2 separate regions of the Rattus norvegicus genome follow, and region 1 is linked to region 2. The links are chromatin contacts, called in public Hi-C maps. All regions are on one chromosome and are shown on one strand. The core of a region is the stretch at or near the end of the contact, and the rest is flanking DNA. Distances in the headings are between cores, read along the strand shown. Region 1 has its middle 56 kb from the start of Stim2. Region 2 overlaps Stim2 (stromal interaction molecule 2).

Evidence for each region. A called contact is a pair of places that touch in the nucleus more often than the background predicts.
Region 1: a Hi-C map of psoas muscle shows a contact between it and region 2, with 1.4 times the contacts expected there. The contact joins two enhancer-like sites. A contact is called at or near these places in 2 of 12 Hi-C or Micro-C datasets (mammary epithelial cells and psoas muscle) and 1 of 1 datasets of contacts at active chromatin or transcription factors (oligodendrocytes).

The regions. Positions count from the first base shown.
Region 1 is chr14:61,270,158-61,275,685 of GRCr8, forward strand. No RefSeq gene overlaps it. Among named protein-coding and RNA genes, the nearest start is that of Stim2, 56 kb to the left of the region's middle. Within about 2 kb of position 2,469, at least 11 of the 93 cell types and tissues checked have an H3K27ac peak or open chromatin away from gene starts, as enhancers often do.
Region 2 is chr14:61,120,297-61,125,855 of GRCr8, forward strand. All of the region lies in intron 3 of Stim2 (stromal interaction molecule 2), which reads right to left. Among named protein-coding and RNA genes, the nearest start is that of Stim2, 94 kb to the right of the region's middle. Within about 2 kb of position 3,410, at least 1 of the 93 cell types and tissues checked has an H3K27ac peak or open chromatin away from gene starts, as enhancers often do.

The sequences.
Region 1 (5,528 bases), core at 1,219-3,718, 150 kb after region 2:
GAATCACACAGAGTAACCTTAAATCAGTGATTCTCAACCTGTGAGTTGTGACCCCTTTGTGGGTCCAATGACCCTTTCATAGGGGTTGTATATCAGCTATCCTGCATATCAGATATTTACATTATGATTCATAACGGTAGCAAAATTACAGTGATGGATTAGCAGTGAAAATAATTTTGTGGTTGGGGTCACCACAACATGAGGAACTTCATTAAAGGGTCACCACATTAGGAAGGTTGAGAACCATTGATTTAAATTAGTTGATTTGTCATTTATAACAAAGAACACATCCCTGGGAGATTGTTGTAATAATGAACCCTGGTGACAGATTTTTCTGATCTGAGATAACCCAACTATGTAACTATTATTTATCCTTTAGTTACTACTTTCGATTAACTGCTGGACTCTTATTGGGTGATTTTTTTTCATGTAATTTTTAATAATTCTAATATTGAATTACAGAATTTAGGTTTCTCTGTGGCCCAGAGTTATTCGCGTTATATTTTAACCATCTATTTTGGACAGTTGACACTTGCCTGTGAAACTCTCTGATCATAAAGCGTTCCAGGGTTGACATCATCCCTTCCAGGTCCTCTAGAAGACCTTGTGCTTATACTCACTAGAGTTTGATATTTTACATATTGCTTATAGAATATGCATATTTTAATATTTTAAATTTTGATATTTAAGACCTTTGTGTCCTCTTGATTTCTTTCATATATGTGACTGTGCCTTTTTTTTCTAAACTAGGTGTTTCGCTCTCTCTCTCTCTCTCTTTTTTTTTTTTTTTTTTTTTTTTGGTGTTAGGAGTTGATCTAGTTCTCACACATTCAGGTCACATGAACCATTGAGCTCTATCCTTAACTCTATGATTTCTTTTACCCTCTATGAAGGTCTCCTAATCTATTTAGTAAGCTTTTCAAGTAGTTGAAGTTGGGATGGCTTTACTTTTTATTATATTGTCTTTTAAATTTTTTATCTTTATGAATTTAATCTTCCTGGTTTCTTTTGGCTCATTTTCTTTTTAGAAGTTCAATTTCAAAATTGAAAGCGGTAACCAAGAAAGAGCTTTCAGTGCTCTGCCAGTCTCTTCCCTCCCCCTCCCTCCCTGGGTGATCTTTAACAGCAGTAAGAACCCTTCATAAAAAACGAGCACCTTTCCTTTATAAGAAAATTGGCCTGAGGGGTGGAGCCACGCGCCATGTTCCAGTAGCTCCAGCAGCATGCAGCTCCTCTCTCTTTGGCAAGCGAGTATTAATTTCCCTTTAGGACACCTGCTTCCCTGTGATCTCATCTCCATCCAAGTACAGACCGTGACTCAGGCTTAGCTAGTCATCATTCTCTATCCCGTTGGCCAGTGATTGACTCAGGAACTCAGAGATGACCCAAAATGGACCAATCAAACATTCTCCAAGGGCTTAATTAGAGTATTAGGAAGGAGACTGCTTCTGCCCTGGGATTTCATTTGCTATGACGCAAGATTATCAAGAGCTGCCAGAGGTTGCCAGTCTTTATTGCTTCTAGAAAGGCATCTACGAACCATACACTGCCCAGAAGGAGAAAGAAGAGCTGGATTCTGAGTGACATCAGTTGTACCATTGACCAGTATGCCTGGAGGCGACTCATTCTGTTTGTGCATCCTTACTATGTGAGTAAATGCTCACTTTTGTTAAGTGGGCCTGAATGTCTACCCTAAATCATAAGCTGAATTCTGACAAACATAGAAAACATAGTGACTCAGTTAGGGTTTCTATTACTGTGAACAGACGCCATGACCATGCCAACTCTTATACAAGAAAACATTCTTTGGTGCTGCCTTACAGTTTAGAGGTTTAGTCTAGTATCGTCACAATGGGAAGCATGGCAGTGGACATGGCGCTGGAGAGGTAGTAAGGGTCCTACATCCAGATCCTCGGACTGCAGGACAAAAGAGACACTGAGTCTGGCCTGAACTTATGAAACCTCAAAGCCCATCCCCAGTGATACACTTCCTCCAACAAGGCCACACCTTCTAACACTGCCACCCACTATGGGTCTATGGGGGCCATTTTCCTTCAAAGCGCCACACATGGTATCAGGAAAACATGACCTGTCAATGAGAGTCAAGTCACCCTACTCAGTTTGTGTGTCACTATGTGGCCCCCTACTTTTATCCTCACAGTTCCTGACTCAGTCGCACAATCACCACTCCATCTTCCACATGACTTGCTTGCCTGCGTCTTTTGACTGGTTAATGTTGGCATTAAGGATAAAAAAATAAAAAAGTTTTAAAAAGTCCAAGTAATTTTTATCTGAAAACTTGCTAGTTTGAACTTTCTAAAGGAGAAAGATAAGCTTATTCGTGATTGTTGTTGCAGAATCACCTTCTTAGTGGGTCTATTTTCCTGGAAAGGCACGAGGCTACATGAATGTAGTCAGGCCTGGCCTGTGTGGAGGGAAGGGAGTATCCACAGAACAGCTGTGCTGTGGGCTGGAGGCCAGGAAACCTAGGGAAACCAGCAGGCTTGATCTAAACGCAGCTTCTCACACAAGGGCCGACAGGCCCTGTTCAGTATTTGCAGGGAAATGGGACAAACAGAATTTTTTCATGCAGCTTCATTTTATTAAAAGATCTGCAGAAATCAGATTACTCACAAATTAAAACAATCCTTAGGAAAAAGGGGAGAACACACACTTAGAGGAAACTTACTATCATGTCTGGCTGCTCTGGTCAATATATACGACTAAGGTGCAATTTTTCTTGCCTGAAGGAAAAAAAAAACTATTGGCCCGGTGTTCCCCTCCAGCCATGCCTTGGTGAGTTGCTCCTGTTATAGTATGGAACAGGTTGTGTCTGAATTTTCTGTCTCCACTTGTCCTTATCCTGATCTTTCTTCAGCCCACTCCTGTCAGTGTTTGGCTTCTATTTTGCTCTTGCTAAGTCTCTAGAAGATTCCATGTTGCTAATTTCAGTGGTCCATTTTCAGCCCTGTTTGTTGACCTCTGTGGCAGTTTATTCACGTCTTCTGGAAGTACTTTTCTTTACTCAGCTCTCAGAACCCTGCATTCTGCCAGGTACCCCTTCTCTGCTTGGTCTCTTTTGTGGTTTCTCCTCAGCTTCCAGACCCCTTACTATGGGTGGAGGGTTGCTTTTTTGACGTCTGCTCTATCCATGTGTTCTGACCTATGATCCCAGCCAGCTTCCCAACTTGAAATTCCATCTATATGCCGACATCTTCTAAATGTATTTCTCTGCCTGGACCTTTCCCCTGAATTCTTGTTACATATTTGTCTTCAATGTCCCCATTTGGATGGGGAACATGCATCTCAGACTTAACTTACCCAGAAAGGAAACTTGCCCTCCCTGGGTAAGCCTGCTCCTGCCCTATCTCATCAAATCACAACGAGGTTTTCATATTTTTGGACCTCAACCCATGGAGTCAGTTTTGATTCCTCCTTTACTCTTAAACTCCTATCTCTAATCAGCCAGAAAATTGTCTGGCTCTATCCACAAATATTTGCAGGATTTGCACTCATGCCATCCTCAGCTTGGCTCAAGTCACCGTACTCTATCATCTCTTGCCAAGATTCCTGTCCTAGTCTCATAGCTTTGTGCTTTGCCTGTGTTTGACTTTCCTCCATCTAGCAACTGATATGATCCTTTCATTAAACATGTCAGGTTCTCTACATAGAACCCTCCATGACTTTCTCCTTGCTCAAAATCAAAGATAACCTCCCTATGAAGCTCAAAGACCTCACTCCACCCCCCGTGTGTTTCTCCTAACTCCTCATGTGCCCACCCCATCACTTTCTCTAGCCTTGAACTAAATGCTACTTTTCCATGAGTCTTTACCACCTGGCTTAAAATGGCCTCTTCTAAATGCATTCTGAAACCACTACACTCCCCTAGCTTGCTCTCCACTTAGATTTATCACATCTAATATGCCATGACTTCACTTATTTATTCTCTACTTTCTTTCACCAAAATGTATCCAGAGAGACTTTTACCAGCTTTGTTCATTACATTATTTCATAGTTCATAGCAAGTACCCAAAAAAACATGCTACTCGAAGGAGCCAAGCCTATCACTAAAGAATGAATGTGACTGGCTTGTTCTGCTCTGCCACTTGGACCCTTCTCCAGAAAGGCCTGAGATTCTCTGTAAGAGGCAGTGTGCGGCAAGAGGAAAGGTGGCAGTAAAGGGGGACTTGGGGATGCAAGAAGGACATGGTAGTAGGTTGGACACTTCCTGGTGACAAAGAGAAGACTAGAGATGACTTGGGTGCTATGCTTTGTTCATGGGGACATAAAGGTGACACTACAAGGGAACACCAACATATGCTGCAGAAGCATCGCCAGAAGTCCGGCTTCATTTCTGCATCACCACAGGTCTGGTTTCACACGCTCACTCATTCCCCCATATAGGCAAGTATGTTGATGATTATTTCTGCATAAACACTATATTTGGTTGAGAATGAATGTTCTACCTGCCTCATCTAAAAGTCGATCTCTCTGAAGGAACTTGCTTTTCTGTAAGGACCATGAAAATATATTAATGGATAATACTAATTCATGAATGACCCAACATACTTTTCTATAATTTCATCTTTTGTCTCTAAAGTGTAAAGTTTATAGCCACACACATATTTAATATATATGTATTAAATGTGTGTACACACAGACACAGACACAAACACAGAGTAATTTAAGAAATAAGACTGTTGGTGAATACCTTTGCAAATCCTATTTTGTCCTTTCTCATTTTATTTATCTATCAATACTTCACAATAACACACAAGCATATAGAACATTTATATAATGCCTCAGGAGTTGCTCTAAAGGCACTCCTAGGTTAATTTACTTTAGACTACCAACAACCTTAAGAGGCAGGATACCCTTTATAAAAATTCACCCTAAAGTCTAAGCCTTTTAGCTTAATATATTTTTGTTTTTATTTTATTAATTTGCCTTGTGTTTTTGTTTGTTTTTCAGTAGTCATTCAGTGGAAATGTTTGGCAGCTAGCTTTTCTCATGGCAACTTGGGGCCCTAGGCTCCTCCTACATTATAGTAGCTCCATCACTCTCCAAGGCCCCTGGATCTGACACACCCTTGACCAGCAGGTGGTAGAGAGAGAGAGTAAAGGATCACATTCCATTGAAAGAGAATCTGAGGACACAGCAGCCCTAACTGCAAGGAAAGCTGGGCTGGGAGGACCAGTGTGGTGGTGGTGTGTCAAGAATGTCGTAAGTGCCACATGCCAGTCTCTGCCAATGGCAGATTCTTAGTCTTCACACAGAGAAAAACCGAAGTGCAGAAGGATGAGAAAACTTGCCTGAAAGTTCGTCAGTGATGCAAAAGAGAGCTGGGACCTGGCCCAAGCTGTCAATCTCCATATGGGCCTTCTGTCGTTATAGCTAGGGTAAGAATTCAGCCAATCGTTTAAAGATGACAACTGCCCATCCAAATGAATGAGATGGAAACCCCAAACTCTTGTTCCAGTTTAATTTTTTGCTGCTCTTTTGCCAGTAGGCAGCCACCTGGGCCAGGG
Region 2 (5,559 bases), core at 2,160-4,659:
CTAACAGAAAGATGGAAATTCACTTATAGAAGAAATACAGTGGGCACTACCTTCCATATGTGACAAAGGTAAAACCACCGACATTAAAACAAACTGACACAGACCACAAAAAAAGGATATAATGAAAAAAATCATTTCCACGACAATCCATTCATCCTCAATGCATAACCTGACCATGTAAATGTAACAAATAAACCCTAATTTAAGAACAAAAAAAAAGCTACAAAATAGCATTTTTAAAGATAATTAGCCAAAGTGAGTAGGGTATAGGATATAAAGGACCTCTCGAAGGCTGAAGACTGATCCTGTACTCTTCAGTTATGAAAGTCATTATTAGGACAAATGTGAGAACAGAAGTGGACGTGGGGAATCTCTGAACAAACAGCTCATGGAAAGTCTTTGTTCTGGTTCTGACAACTTCTCTAAGTCTGATTTACTTCAGCTATGAAATTAAAGCTTAAAAACAAGATGTTTATATGTAGATAAAAATTCTGTTAATTTTACTGCTTATGGTATTCTTGAAGACACTATGCTAATTGTTTTGGTTTTTGTTTGTTTGTCTGCTCTGGACCTCCCTATGTAGACTAGGCTGGCCTACAGTGCATAGAGATGGGCCTCCCCAGCTTCTGCAGTGCTGAGATTAAAGACATTCGACTTCACCCAGCCAGAATGGGGACCTTAAACAATGACAATGATAACAACAAACACAGGGCCCCATTCTCCCAAATCCTCAGCACAGCTGTCTGTGAGTGCAGACTTGCTACCAGGAGAGTGCTAATAGCTACAGTTTACAAATGGAAACGCAGGAACTTAGGGAACCTTATTCACCTGAAGTCACATGGAGAACTGAACATATGAAGTCAAACCAAGGCTCTCATTACTTGCAAATATTGATCTTGTCTGTTCAGGAAAGGAGGAGGGTCTTTCTTTAATAAGTGATGAAAAGGTAAAAGTTCTTAAACCTATAGCAAGTCTACATCAGAATTCATCTAGAAATAAGTTGAGAAGATGTATGATGAAAATACATAATACTGGAAATCTTTTACTATAGGTTTCTGGTATTTATACAAAAATAACAGCCACTATAAACAACTGAGACAACTTTAACAACTACAGTTTAAAGAAAGGCTGATTCATGACTTTGCAGTAAGGAATAATCTGTAATTTTAGAAGTGTCTTTAGAAACATAGTGATTACATGTGGTTAAATTACTAAAACATCTAAAACATCTCATATTTACTTTCAATTTTATGGGTTGGAGCTGACAACAATCTCTTACTGCTTATTTCATATTATTTTCACTGTTCTAATTAGCTGCTTACTGGTTTCCAAATCTACATTGTATTTCTTAGGCTTCTTGTGACTAGATCTAGATATTTTAGTCAGTCTCTGTCTGTGTCTGTCTCTGTGTCTGTCTCTGTCTCTGTCTGCCTCTCTCTCTCTCTCTCTCTCTCTCTCTCTCTCTCTCTCTCTCTCTCTTGTCTCCAGATGAGCCAATGAAAACAGTAACCTGCTCTCTCTTTCAAAAGTGTTAGAGATAAATCAATATGATTTTATGAAATATAATTCAAGGTCCTATTTAGTTATGAACTATTCATTCATGTATTTGATGGACCATGTAAGCAAAACTCTTTATTATCTAGGAATTACTTGTAATAGAACTGTCAACAAACTATAATTGACTTCTAAATCATACCTAACAAATTTACTTGCAAAATAAAAAGCTACTAGTGTAAGAACTTCGTGTTGTGGTTTGAATATGCTTTGCCCAGAAAGTGTCACTATTTAGAGGTGTAGCCTTGTTAGAGTAGGTGTAGCCTTGCTAGAGGAAGTGTGTCACCATGGACATGGACTTTAAGATCCTCGTCCTAGGGCTGGAGAGATGGCTCAGTGGTTAAGGGCACCGACTGCTCTTCCCGAGGTCCTGAGTTCAAATCCCAGCAACCACATGGTGGCTCACAACCATCTGTAATGAGATCTGATGCCCTCTTCTGGTGTGTCTGAAGACAGCTACAGTGTACTCATATATATAATAAATAAATAAAATATTTAAAAAATAATTCTTAAAAAAAAAAAAAAAAAAGATCCTCGTCCTAGCTGCCTGGAAGACAGTCTCCTATCTGCCTTTGGATGAAGATGTAGAACTCTGATCTCCTCCAGCCCCACATCTGCCTGAGAGCTGCCATGCTCCTACCTTCATGACATGGACTGAACCTCTGAACCTGTAAGCCAGCCCCAAATAAATGTTGTCTTTTGTAAGAATTGCCTTGGTCATCTTGTCTGTTCACAGCAGTAAAACCATAACTAAGACACTGCGCAACTGTCCCTAGAGAACGCTGATCCTTCCTTCCTGTTAATATAAAAAAGATGACTAATCACAATGGCATCAAATTGATTTTTGAAAAAATGCTAACCAGATCCTACACTAGATCATAAAGAAAGTGACAAGAGTCAATAAAAACCTAAGTGAACTATTATTTTATAATAGAGTGGGACATAAAAGTACTGCTTCTTCTAGATGTGATGGCAGCAATTACCTATGGAAAATTCCTGAAGTAATACTGTACTAGACAACTCTTTGAAGCTTTTATAAATTCCAGGTGTATTCACTGTACAGTGCCCATTGTCTATCCTGGAGGAGCCTTACTGGGAAAAGTCAACAGTACTCAGATCTAATTCTCATGTAAATGAAGAAACAACACTGTAAAAACCTTTTACATTCTTTCTGTTTTAAAAATATACCGAAACCTAAGTCTCGGTAATGACTGGAGTGTAATAAATAACAATGGTATTCTATGAGTGTTTGGGTGGTATAGAAAAAAACACCTACTCTTCTAATACACAAATATTTGGAAGGCATCTCTCTTGTCAAGATTTCTAAATTCATTCAGTGTACATAGTATTCCTGAGTTTTATACAACCTCTGATTGACTGCTTTCCTTCTACAGTGATGCTGGGGGAAGAGGCACCTGCCTGTAATTTCAGCACTCAGCTGATTCAGGAGGCTATCCCTAAAGCCAGCCCAGTTACAAAATAAAACCCTCTCTCAAAAGTAAGTTTATAAACTCAGTCAGTTTGGACCTGTCACAGACAAAGTACCAGGCAGTACCTAGGAAAACTGCTTTAATAAGTAGGTAAGTTTTTTTTCTTTTTGTTTGTTTTCAATTTTCAAAGCTGTATTAGCTCATTTTGATAAAATTGAGATTTAATACAATATTACAGTATCCATTTGTTTGTTTCGAGATTTCAGAAAAACTTAATTTGCAGTCAAAAGCCTATCAGATTGTTCTAACCCGTGGCCAGGCCCCAGCCTGCATCCATCCTGGATTTTATCAGCCTCGGTCTGCTCTTCCCTGTCTAACTGCTCTCGCTAACCTGGCTGTAGGGCTGGGTGTGCTAGTATTCCACTTCTACACTTTCTGATCATCTGAGGGAATGAAGTCAGAAAGATGTAACCAAAACACCCCAGTGACAGGTTGGTGTGACTTCCTGGCACTTTTCTAACTAGCACAGGCAAGGAAGATGCCTACTTTCTTTTGGTCACCATCCTTGAAAATGCAAGCCCACAGAGGCTAAGATCCTCTAGAAATTAAGAATAAGCCTCTAGAAATTAGCAGATAAAATCCCAACAGACAAGACAGTGAGACCAGCATGAGCAGTCTAATTATATATCTGCACTTTCCAACTCAGTGAGGGCTGCTTTTCAATTAAGATGGTGCGGTCTTCCTCCGTATCAATTACTGCTGAACTGGAGCATTCTATTAATACATGAACACACTGTGAAACCTCCATCCTTTAAAATACAACTAACTGTTTAAAAACATTTTTACTCATGGTTGTGTATATAACTGTGAGGATGTGAGTGGGGATACTTACGGAGGCCAGAAGGATCCAAAATCCCTTGGACCTGGAGTTACAGACAGTTGTGAGACACCCCTCCCCACTGCCTCTCGACCCCACAAAATAACATTTTTAACCTGTTTCTTCCTTCTGGTATCAGGATCCCATTCTCTATTCCTCCCTCAGGAAGTCAACAATATTTACTGTCTTCACTTCCTGTGTAAACTACACCATTTACTTTCACTTGGCCAGCATGAACCTGCATCTATTTAGAACACTGAAGGTCCAACCATGAAGCCTGCTGCTTCAACTCCTCTCTGGAGTTCATACCCATTCTTAAAACATGCTCTTTCTGAGGTCTCCGGACCCTCACACTCTCTTAGTTTTCTTTCTCTTTGGATGTTTCTCAGTACTCTCTCTCAAATCTTACTGTTTCTGGCCTCATAGCCCTCTGTCTTCTACCTCACCCATCATTAAAAAAGCTCAGTTAGCATTTGTTCTTTCCATTGAGCACCCACAAGCTTATCCAGACATTTCCCCTAATTATTACAATCCTCCAAATTGTGACACTATTGAAATGCAAAACCTTTATTCTTATTCTTGTTCGTACCAATATCCAGTATCCAATCACACAGTAAATATAATGCTAACTATTTTTTCAAACTAGAACTTGATTGGCCAGTCTGCCACCCTGCTCTCACCAGACAGTCACCACTGCTCAAGTTCACTCCCAGACCCTCACCAGCAGCTACTCCTAGACAGAGTAGGTTCAGCATAAAGCACAGCCCTGGAAGCAAGAGAATTGAGTTAAGATCCCAGAACCTATAGAACTGCCGGGTGAGTGTGGCCACCTGACTGCAATTTCATTCCCAGAGGGCTGAGGCAGAGAATCCCTAGAGCAAGCCAGTTAGCAAGACTAGACATACTGGCCAGCCGTACGTTTGATTCAGAAACCATGCCTCAAAGAATAAGATGAAAGACCAAGTGGAAAGATTCTCACCACCAACCTTGAGCTTCTGTGTGCATGGGCACTACACACTCACACACATGCACACAAGAAAAAACAAAAATGAACTCAAAACTCCTAAATGGAGATATTATTAAAATATACTTATAACAAATCCTAGATCTATATGTGGCTGTAAAAAAGTCTAATAGGGAATCTGGAGATGTCCATCTCTCTTATGCTATCCTTTATTACAGCCTACTACATACGCCTTCTTATTATACTCCTTTAAATATATGAAACCATTGCCAGTCTTGGGGACCTTAAACTATATGGCCCCTAAGTCTCCCAGAATATAGTTCACAGGACCAACCCTTGCCTCACTATCAGCAAACAGGTCTACAACCAAATATTACACTTGAGATAGTTTGTCCTGAACTATATTATTTAAATAGCCCTTGTCTTCCCTGATCACTGCCTATCTTGTTACGCTGTCATAGTCTAATTACATAATTTAACTGTACTTATAGTTCTATATTGTAAATATATCTATTCACACATGGAAATCCAAACGTGCTCATTCTCTCCCTGATTCTGTTGACTCCATGAGGGTAAGACATCTAACTTGATGGAATATTCTATGCCCAGTGTCTGAAATAATTCATGCCTCACAGAAATAGCTAAATAAATCATTTGTAACTCACTGAATAACGTAATTATGACTTTTGTCCCTTGCAATCAAGGAAACTGTTGATAATCAAGCTTCCTTAACA